2 separate regions of the Pan troglodytes genome follow, and region 1 is linked to region 2. The links are chromatin contacts, called in public Hi-C maps. All regions are on one chromosome and are shown on one strand. The core of a region is the stretch at or near the end of the contact, and the rest is flanking DNA. Distances in the headings are between cores, read along the strand shown. Region 1 overlaps PIAS1 (protein inhibitor of activated STAT 1). Region 2 overlaps SKOR1 (SKI family transcriptional corepressor 1).

Evidence for each region. Hi-C and Micro-C count contacts between places; a contact is called where the count stands out from the background.
Region 1: a Hi-C map of induced pluripotent stem cells shows a contact between it and region 2, with 1.7 times the contacts expected there. The contact joins two enhancer-like sites. A contact is called at or near these places in 3 of 7 Hi-C or Micro-C datasets (induced pluripotent stem cells and stem cell-derived neural progenitor cells) and 1 of 1 datasets of contacts at active chromatin or transcription factors (stem cell-derived excitatory neurons).

The regions. Positions count from the first base shown.
Region 1 is chr16:60,038,606-60,043,822 of NHGRI_mPanTro3-v2.0_pri, forward strand. All of the region lies in intron 1 of PIAS1 (protein inhibitor of activated STAT 1), which reads left to right. Among named protein-coding and RNA genes, the nearest start is that of CALML4, 160 kb to the right of the region's middle. Within about 2 kb of position 2,721, at least 2 of the 24 cell types and tissues checked have an H3K27ac peak or open chromatin away from gene starts, as enhancers often do. A contact at or near this core is called in induced pluripotent stem cells, where this site is marked.
Region 2 is chr16:59,856,580-59,862,175 of NHGRI_mPanTro3-v2.0_pri, forward strand. All of the region lies in intron 9 of SKOR1 (SKI family transcriptional corepressor 1), which reads left to right. Among named protein-coding and RNA genes, the nearest start is that of PIAS1, 9.7 kb to the right of the region's middle. Within about 2 kb of position 2,397, at least 13 of the 24 cell types and tissues checked have an H3K27ac peak or open chromatin away from gene starts, as enhancers often do. A contact at or near this core is called in induced pluripotent stem cells, where this site is marked.

The DNA of each region.
Region 1 (5,217 bases), core at 1,471-3,970, 180 kb after region 2:
TCTCCACAAATTCGGACATATTGCATCTTCATTATGCACACACACACACACACACACACCCCCCTAAAAAAGTAATAATAATGTAATTATAGAGATGGAGAACAGGCTAGTAGTTCTCTGGGAATTACGGATGGGTAGAGAGGATGGGTGTTATCGATGTCAACGTTTCAATATATGCAATATATGTATGTACATATATACATACACAAACACATATATGTATACACACATAAACACATACACATATGTATACTTTTCATATATGTACACATACAGATGTTCCTCAGCTTAAGATGGGATTACGTTCAGACAAACCCATCATAAACTGAAACTATCTCAAATTGAAAATGTATTTAATCCACCTAACCTACCAAACATCATAGCCTACCCTAGCCTACCTTAAATGTGCTCAGAACACTTATATTAGCTTACAATTGGGCAAAATTGCCTAACACAAGCCTATTTTATCATAAAGTGTTTAATATCTTATGTGTTAATTTATTGGATAATTTTTGAAAGTGAAAACAGAATGGTTGTATAGGTACTTGAAGTATGGTTTCTACTGAATGTGTATTGCTTTTTTTTTTGAGATGGAGTCTTGCTCTGTCGCCTGGGCTGGAGTGCAGTGGTGTGATTTCAGCTCAGTGCAACCTCCACCTCCTGGGTTCAAGTAATTCTCCTGCCTCAGCCTCCCCAGTAGCTGGGATTACAGGCACATGCCACTGTGCCAAGCTGAATTTTGTATAAAAATACTACTAAAAAGTAGAGATGGGGTTTCACCATGTTGCCCAGGCTGGTCTTGAATTCCTTATCTCAGATGATCCACCCACCTCGGCCTCCCAAAGTGCTGGGATTACAGGCATGAGCCACTGCGCCTGGCCAAATGTGTATTGCTTTTGCACGGTGGTAAAGTTTTAAAATTGTAGATCAAACCATTGTAAGCTGGGGACAGTCTATATACACCTACTTTTTATTTTGAAATAATTGTAGAGTCACCTGCAAGAGAAATGTACGGGGAAGTCACATGTACCCTTCTCTCAGTCTCCTGCAATGTTAACATCCTATGCAACTATAATACAGTATCACAACCAAAAAATTGGCATCAATATCACCCATCCTTTCTACCCTTCCCTAATCCCCAGAGAATGACTAGCCTGTTCTCTATCTCAATAATTATGTTATTATTATTATTATTTTTAGACACAGGGGTCTTGCTATGTCACCCAGGTTGGTCTTGAACTCCTGGGCTCAAGCGATCCACCTGACTCAGCCTCCCAAAGTGCAGGGAGTATGGGTGCGAGCCACCAAGCCCAGCCTATGTCTATAATTATGTTATTACATGATTGTTACATAAAGGCAATAATGTACTATGTATTCTTTTGAAATTATTTTTTTTAACCCAGCATAATTTCCTAGAGATTTATCCAAGGTGTTGTATTGTTTTCTCATTGCTGATTAGTAGTCCATGGTATGTATGTATCGCAGTTTTAGCCATTTATTCATCAAAGGAGATTTGGGTAGTTTCCAGTTTTGGACTCATAAATACAGCTACTATGAACATTCTTCTACAAACTTCTGTGTGAAAATGTCATTTCTCTGTCTAAGGGTGCAAATGCTGAGTTGTACAGTAAGTACATCTTGTTTTCAAAGGAACTACCAAACTATTTTCCATAGTGGCTGTACCTTTCCTACCAACATGCATGTTGGTATTCATATCTAAGTGTGTGATCCATATCTAAGAAGACTATGTCTAACTCAATAACATAGGGATTTTCATCTAATAATTTTTTAATTTTAATTTTTAAATTCAGGTCTATGATTCATTTTGAGTTTTTTCATTTTTTTTTTTTGTATTGGCTGAAGGCCACAATAATCTTAGGGTCCCATGAAAATGCTTTAAATCTTTTCAAATAATAAGAACAAATTAAGTGCAATTGATGGCAGCAGCGGGCTGTCCACGGCGGTCACTGTCATCAGGTCAGCTGCTGTGGGGAGGGTGCCAGGAGGAGGCAGAGCTGGGCTGGAGTAATGCTGTGCTCCACAGAGCCAGCAGGAGCCAGGGTAAGCGAGAGCCCCCCCGCCAAGCCTGCCATGTTGGGTGCCACTGCAATGGGGCTGAGCTGAGCCACCTGCCAGCAGGGAGCAGCATGGTTGGGCACAGAGGGGTGGGCAGAGAGGGGCCCAGTAAGGACCTGGAGCTGCAAGGAGGCATGGCCAGGGCTGCCTGCATGCTGCTCCACAGAGTAGGCAGGTGGGAGTCCTACCCTCCCAGGCACAGGACCTGGGCATCTCTGCAGTCTGCACCCTTGGGGTCCTGGGAAAGTCCCCCTCCCCCCTCAGGCTTGGGGGGTGTCTGCTCCTGCTGCCTGGCCTCTCCCTGCCCCTGGTGCCTGCTCCAATCTCAGAGCAGGGTTGGGGCTGAGCCCAGGCACTGTTACAGTCTGGCCAGGTGTGTGCACACTTGGAGCAGAGCTGACACACCAGCCCCCTGCTGTCTTGGTCCTTTCCGGAATTTGGGCCCCAAGGAGCTCTGGGGGGAAGCTGAGGGGCGCCTGAGGGCAACCCAGCACTGGCCTACAGGTGCCCTTTTGCACAAGCAGCCTGGGCACCATGGATGGTGGCAGGAGGCAGATCGGCTCCTGGGTGGAAGAGGACAGGTTACTGGTGAAGCCCCACCTTCAGGCCAGGCTGCTAGTACTGCTGACTGGAGTGGGAACTTGTGGTGCCTTTTCCAGGCCCTCCCATGGCCGCCCACAGACCAATTGGCAGCACTTCCTCCCATCTGAGGCCCATAAAAGCCCTGGGCTCAGCCAGAGCACTGCAGATGATGAGACGACCAGCTGCAGAGAGGAGCTACCCTCTCTGCTGATAGCTGAACACTTGTCAGGATGACTAGCTGCAGAAGGAGCTACCCTCTTTGCTTCTAGAACTCAACACTTGTTGGGATGACTTGCCTAGCAGAGAGGAGCCATCCTCATCTCGCCACCTTGCAGGCGAAGAGGAGGAAAGAAGAGCTGTGGCCCTTCGGGGAGCTCAGACCTGGGAGCTCTTCAAGCCAGGGCTGTCACTCCGTCTTTGGAGCCCTTCGGTTCCTGGTATCTCCAAGCTTCCAGGCACCACCATGTTTCCTGGTGCCAGGAATGGAAGCTGCTTGCATGTGCCTGGTCCAGCTGCAGCCTTGCAGAGAGCCAGCGTGCAAGCTGGCACCTAGAATTGCTCACCCTGCTGAGGCAGCCGGCATGTCTGACTGCACAGTTGGACTCCATGCTCACTCACACACCCCTCACCCCTCACCACTTCATGCAGTCTCCCTCGGCAGGGGAGGGATCCTGGTTGGTAGTGTGAGCCGAGCGCAGCCTGCAAAGCCAAGTGGGCAGAGTGAGCCCAGCGGGCCTGAGCAAAACTTGGACAAAGGCGCCACTGGCCACAGAGGTTTCCAGCCAAAAACCAACACCCCAAAGATCCACTAACATAATCAGTTGGGATTACATTTGTATTTATAGCAACACAGTTTTAAAACATAATTTTTTGGGCTTGGTGGCCTGTGCCTATAATCCCAGCTATTGGGAAGCTGAGGTGGGAGGATCACTTGAGGTCAGGAGGTCTAGACCAGCCTGGGCAACATATGGAGACCCTCTCTTTAAAAAAAAAATGAAATATAGGCCAAACACAGTGGCTCACGCCTGTAATCTCAGCACTTTGGGAAGTTGAGGCAGGTGGATCACCTGAGGTCAGGAGTTCGAGACCAGCCTGGCTAACATGGTGAAACCCTGTTTCTACTAAAAATACAAAAAATTAGCTGGGTGTGGTGGTGCGTGCCTGTAATCCCAGCTACTTGGGAGGCTGAGGCAGGAGAATCATTTGAACCTGGGAGGCAGAGGTTGCAGTGAGCCGAGATTGTGCCATTGCACTCCAGCTTGGGCAACAAGAGTGAAACCCTGTCTCAAAAGAAAAAAAAGAAATATAGTGTTTTTTTTTGGCAGGATGTGGTGGCTCATGCCTGTAATCCCAGCACTTCGGGAGGCCGAGGTGGGCAGATCACTTGAGGTCAGGAGTTTGAGACATAACAAGCCTCTTTTCATAACAAGCCTCTTTCAATCACACCTAATGAGGTGACATGGAGTGGGGCCCCTAAATGGCTTTAGGATGGGTGCTGGTCCCCACAAAATTAGAAGGTGGGGCCGGGGATGGCAAGACCCTGTCTCTACTAAAAATACAAAAATTAGCCAGGTGTGGTAGTGCACACCTATAATCACAGCTACTAGGGAGGCTGAGGTAGGAGAATTTCTTGAACCCAGGGGACGCAGTTGCAGTGAGCCGAGACGGCACCACTGCACTCCAGCCTGGACGACAGAGTGAGACTCTGTCTCAACAAAAAAGAAACAAAAAGAGCAAATATAATTAAATTTTTTAATAGAAGAATGTACCTCTGATGTTCTTCCTGACACTAAATACATGGTGACTTTCCACACCAATTCTTCAATTCTCTGTCAGCAACTGGGTGGCCTACAAGTCATTTCAATTCTGACGTCAACTCCAGGAGTTAGTTCAGATCCCACAAATTAATGGCTCAGTCCCACAAGGATACCCTCCTTCAGACACCAGTCACAAGTTCCTTAGGCCACCTGCACTCCGACTGACCAGCTGTGAAGTCAAGGCTTCCTATAATTCCTTCCTCATGGTGAATAATTCACTAGAATGACTCACAGAACTGAGGAAAATGTGTTTCTTACATTTACTAGTTTATTATGAAGGATGCCACTCAAATAACTGAATGGAAGAGATGCACAGGGCAATGTAAAGGGGGACTATGCAGAGCTTCCGTGCCCTGTTGCTCTTCCCCACAGTACTCTCATGTGTTTGCCAGTGCAGAACCTCTTCTATCTCTTGCTGAAGAATTTATAACTCAATCACCAGCCCCTTCTTCTCCCTGGAGGTAGGGCATGGGGTGAGGCTGAAAGTTCCCACTTTTCAATTATTTTGGGGGTGGAAGGAGGAGGTCTCTCTCTGTTACCCAGCCTGGTGTTCAATGGTGTGAACACAGCCTACTGCAGCCTTGACTTCCTGTGCTCAAGCGATCCTCCCACCTTGGCCTCCCAAAGTACTGGGATTACAGGTGTGAGCCACCATACCCAGCCCCCTTCTAATTTTGCGGGGACCAGCACCCATCCTGAAGCCATCTAGGGGCCCCACTCCATGTCACCTCATTAGGTGTGA
Region 2 (5,596 bases), core at 1,147-3,646:
TACTCTTCTTTCAACTTTTTTAAGAACATAAAAGCCATTCTTAGCTCTCAGACCAAGCAGAAACCAGTGGTGAGGGACCAGATTTAGCTTTGCAGCCTGTAGTCTGCCTACTGTTGGCCTAGGGCATGAATACTTATGCTGAGAAAGAAGATGGTTGACAAGGAGGCTGGACAACTGGGTCCATGGGCCAGGCCAGGGACACTTCTGGGGCTGCTATCCAGGCTTGTCACTCTAGCTGCTTCTTCTCTAGCCATTCAGATCATGCTCTTCAGTCTACACCCTCCTGAAGAAGAAGCTCAGGACCCATGAGTGGGCTTAAGTGCTTGGAAATGATGACATGTCTAGTCTTGCCTTCCAAAATTTAGCCTTGGACCGCCTTGATGCAGCCGCTCCTGACACTTCTAGGGGCAGCTGTCCTGCCCCTATCCCCTGTGAAAAGCAGATTATGAAAGCCCACTCATCCCACCCCACACAACCCAGGACCCAGAGGCCAGGGAGAGAATAGGCTGGCTGCAGCCGCTGACTCATGCCCTGGCATGAAGGCATGAACTTGTTCGAGAGGGATCTTAAAAGATACAGTAGGAAGCTGCAGTTACAAGTGGGCTCTGTGGCTGGGTGCGGTAGCTCACACCTGTAATCTCAGCACTTTGGGAGGCTGAGGCAGGTGGATCACTTGAGGTCAGGAGTTCAAGACCAGCCTGGCCAATATGGTGAAAACCCATCTTTACTAAAAATACAAAAATCAGCAAGGTGTGGAGGCATGTGCCTGTAGTCCCAGCTACTCGGGAGACTGAGGCAGGAGAATTGCTTGAACCCGGGAGGTGGAGGTTGCAGTGAGCCGAGATTGTGCCACTGCACTCCAGCCTGGGGAACAGAGTGAGACTCTATCTCAAAAAAAAAAAAAAAAAAAAAGTGAGCTCTGTGTCTGGAAGGTTGAGTAGATTCAGGGACCAGGGTAGTTGTAGGAGGCCAGATGTCAGCTGAAGTTGGGGGAATGGAGATTGGTGGAAGAGATAACAGTGGGTATCCTGGAGACAGAGATAGACCGACTGACTGGCTGAAAGACAGACACAGCAGGTGAATCCCAGACCTGCCTTGTTTCTGGCCCTTCCTGAGGCTTGACTAGGGGGTCTTCACTGTAACTTCATAGCTCCCTTCCCCTATACCTGGGGTAATCTGGGTAATCCCAATGCTTCTCCAATACGTTCTATCAAAACAGAAGCTGTGGAGCAGGTAATTTCTTTCTATTTATTTATTTTTGGATTGGTATAAATTTATGGGATACAAGTATAATTTTGTTACATGCACAGAATTCATAGTGGTGATGTCAGGCTTTCAGGGTATCCATCACCCAAATAACATACATTGTACCCATTAAGTGAATTCTCATCATCCATCCCCACATCCCCTTCTCTGCGTCCACTATCATTCATACTCACACCCATATGTATACATTATTTAGTTCCCACTTATGAGTGAGAACATGAGTATTTGTCTTTCTGTGTCTGACTTTTTTCACCTAACAACCTCCAGTTCCATCCATGCTGCTGCAGAAGACACAATTTCATTCATTTTTGTGTCTGAACACGATTCCATTGGGTATACAGGTCATATTTTATTTATCCAATCATCTGTTGATGGAGACGTAGGTTGATTCCATGTCTTGGAGGACGTCATTTCCGCTGTTGGCGGAACTCATCCTGAGCTTCTGATCTTACTCTCCAAGGGAACTCTGCACTTCATGTTGGGGACTTTTTGCTGTCTTGGTGTCTGCAGGTTGGAATCTTGCTTCAGCCACAAAAAATCACAGTTGGGTGGTCTGGGTCTCACTTCCCTCACCTCTTAAATGGCTGTCCTGCATCATGCACCATTTACTATGACAATGTTCACCTTTATCTGAGCCCTGTGCCTCCAGAAGGCAGCGACGATAAAGTTCTCCAACCTCTTTAAGTTCCAAGGAAAGAGCTAGCCACAAAGGACCACCTTAAGCTCGCATCCCAAGGAAATACGGATCTCCATCCTTTCTTACTATTCCCTAAGATTCGCTGATGACTCCATTGTTTACCTGCCTCTCTAAAACCCCAGTCCCCTTTGAGATGCTCCTCATTAATGAACGTTCTCCCTATTGCAATGGCCTGAATGAAATCTTAACTGTCTGGGGCTTTTTGCGTTCACAATGACCATAATTGTGCTGTTGTAAGCGTCAATCGGGGGCGCAGCCGGAGTCCCAGGTCCCAGTCCTGGCTCCCCCATGTCAGGCTTCCCCTTCGGGCCGGTTTCAGGTCTCAATTGGGAGCTCCCTAAGGGCCCCTGGCTCAGAATATGTGTGAGTGGCAACCCAGTCCCTCAACCCCTGCGCGGGGAGCCGGGGCAGAGCGAGCTGCTGTAACTTTCGCACGCCGCCACCAGAGGGCGGCGGCTCCGCGGAGGAGGGCCCCAGCCTTTGCGCCGGCTCGCGCCCACAGTGCCTTTAAAACGCGCGTTGGAAGTAGACGCCACGCAGCCTGCTTTCCAGAGTCCCGGCGTTTCCCCTCTTCCACCGCTGCACTCCAGGGGCCTCCCTTACGCGTCCGCACGCGGCGAGTCCTTCTACTCCGCAGGGCGCGCCGCAGGACTCTTGAGTGGGGGGGAAGGCTGGAAAGCCAGCCTGGAGCTTCTGGTCTCTAGTGCTGTGCAGGGCACAAGGTCCCTGCCCCTCCCGCGGTCGCTGGCCTCTCTTCTCCTTAAGCCAGGTCGAAGGATTCCTGAGGCAGCGGGAAATGGGGAGGAGGGACAGGAGTCCCAAGACCACTGTCTTGGATGCGGGATTTAACCAGTCACACCCGTCAGCCCCTTGGAACGTCACAGCGTTCCCTTAAAGTGGGCAAGACAGGAAATATTGCCCCGTCTGAAAGTGGGCAAACGGGCTCCCAAAGAAAAAAGTTGATTAGGAGAGCTAGTAAATGACAGGAACTCAGTTCTCCTAGGCCCAGACTTGGAGCTCTTGGGGTGGGGCGGCACAGAGATGGCTCTCTGCCTGGCGTAAGTAAACTGGTCCCTCCAGCAGAAACGGGCGCTGCACATCCTCTTCCCGCAGGACGGCGACCCCTGGACATCAAAATGCAGCCACTTTTGGACTCAAATTGTAGAGTTCTTTTTTGTTGTTGTTATTTATGTATGTATTTATTTATTGAGACGGAGTCTCGCTCTGTCACCCAGGCTGGAGTGCAGTGGCTCAATCTTGTGTCACTGCAACCTCCGCCTCCCGGGTTCAAGCAATTCTCTTGCCTCAGCCTCCGGAGTAGCTGGGACTACAGGCGCCCGCCACCACGCCTGGCTAACTTTTGTATTTTTAGTCGAGACGGGTTTCACCATGTTGATCAGGCTGGTCTCGAACTCCTGACCTCGTGATCCACCTGCTTCGGCCTCCCAAAGTGCTGGGATTACAGGCGTGAGCCACCGCACCCGGCCCAAATTGTAGAGTTCTATGTACAGCCACGTTTCCATGATCTTTTTTTGTTGTTGTTTTTGTTTTGTTTTTGTTTGAGACACACTCTCACTCCGTTGCTCAGGCTGGAGTGCAGTGATGCGATCTTGGCTCACCGCAACGTCCGCCTCCCAGGTTCAAGTGATTCTCTTGCCTCAGCCTCCTAAGTAGCTGGGATTACAGGCGCCCACCACCACGCCTGGCTAATTTTTGTATTTTTAGTAGAGAGGAGGTTTCACCATGTTGGGCAGGCTGCTCTCGAACTCCCAGCCTCAAGTGATCCACCACCTCGGCCTTCCAAAGTGCTGGGATTACAGGTGTGAGCCACTGCGCCCGGCGTGTTTGCTTTTTAAAGTGCATATGTCTACATACACATTTTAGAGGCAAATAGAAATACAAAAGCCAAACTGTCCACAGTGGCTGTCTGTGGCAGTTGGAGTAGCAGTAATGGAAATTGCATTTTCTCTGTATTGTCCAAAATATTCACTACTAGCATATATAAATCAGAAAGAGGAGCAATGATTCAGGACTTCTGTTTGACAAAATGATAATAATAATAATTCCTCTTTAAACAATTGGAAAATACAGGCTGGATGCAGTGGCTCATGCCTGTAATCCTAGCACTTTCGGAGGCCGAGGTGGGAGGATCCCTTGAGCCCGGGAGTTTGAAACCAGCCTGGGCAACATGTCAAAACTCCATCTCTACAAAATAAAAAATAAAAATAAATAAAAATGGGAAAATAAAGAGAATGAAGAAAATAAAATTCATCAGTACCTCCTGCCAAATATTGGTATTTTTCTTTCTGGTTGGTTTCTTTGTCTACAAAATGTGAATAACGGTATTAACTGTACAGGAATGTTGTGAGGATTGAGTGAGAGAACGTATGTAATAGTTAACATTCCAGAAGTGTTAGCTATTTTTATATGTAACAAAATCAGCACCAGACTGTATCTACTGTTTCTGTGCTGCCGTCTTCACAGCCAACATTGCTTCATGAACAGTTTCCCATTCAATTATGCTTTTTAAAATTGTATTTTTAGTGATAGTACGGTATTTTATTACATTTAAGTACAATTTATTTAAGTTATCCCCTATTGTTAAGCCTTTAGATTGTTTCCAATTTTTGCTGTTAAAATAACAGAGAGATTAACATCTTTAAACATCTACCTTTGTCAGCATTTCTGATTATTTCCTTAGATGAATTTTTTAGAGGTAGGATTACTGGGACAAAGGGTGCAAATATTTTTCAGGCTTTTGACTCAGGTTACCAAATTGCTTCCCAGAAAGATCTTGCCAATTTACACTCCCACCTGCAGTGCGTGAGAATGTCTGCCCCACAGCACACAAAAGAGGGATTTTATTTTGGGATGGGTGAGATTTGAGTCTGTTGCTGAACCGAGGAAAATGAGCCCCCCAAGCCCCATAGCGAGGTAGAGTTTAAACTTCGGGACAGAGAGGGGATGTCAAAACAGGCAAAGTCCATGGGAGAAAGGGAGGGGATTTGGAGCAGGTTTACAGAGATTGTCTTGGATTTAAGAAGGGACACCTTATGTTTGGAGACTGATGGAAAGAGGTATGATTGGGTGTGGACAGAGTCATTGTAAGGAGGTAGGTGGATTCAAGAGGCTAGTCCCTAATGGCTACCTTTTCTCAGTCAAGTAGGAGGTTGGGTCATCTATCCAAAGGTAATAGGTGAGCCTGAGAAGGGGACTTGAGGAGAGAGGTGCAACCCTTTAACTTGAGGACAATAAAAGAGTTGACTGTCCAGTTGAGGGTGGTGACTTTGAGTTTGTCATGGCGCCATTCTGCAGAGCTGTGGGGATTTTCTCTACAGCGCGCAGTCACCTGGGGAAAGAAAAAGTCATACATATTAATTTAAACCAAATCTTTCAAAATGTGGTAAACAGTAGAAAACTATTTTTGGGGAGCTGGAGGGATTCATGGTAATGAAAAACTTGTGGGTTTCTGGAGTTGTACCGAACTTTCAAGGATCAGTTAATTTCTATCTTATATAAGTTGTTCCAGAAAGTTAGAAAAGACCAAAGTTGCCCAGATCATTTTATGAAACCAATATAATCTTGATTCCAAAATCAGTAAGGACAAAGCAATAAATAAATATATTAAGTTCA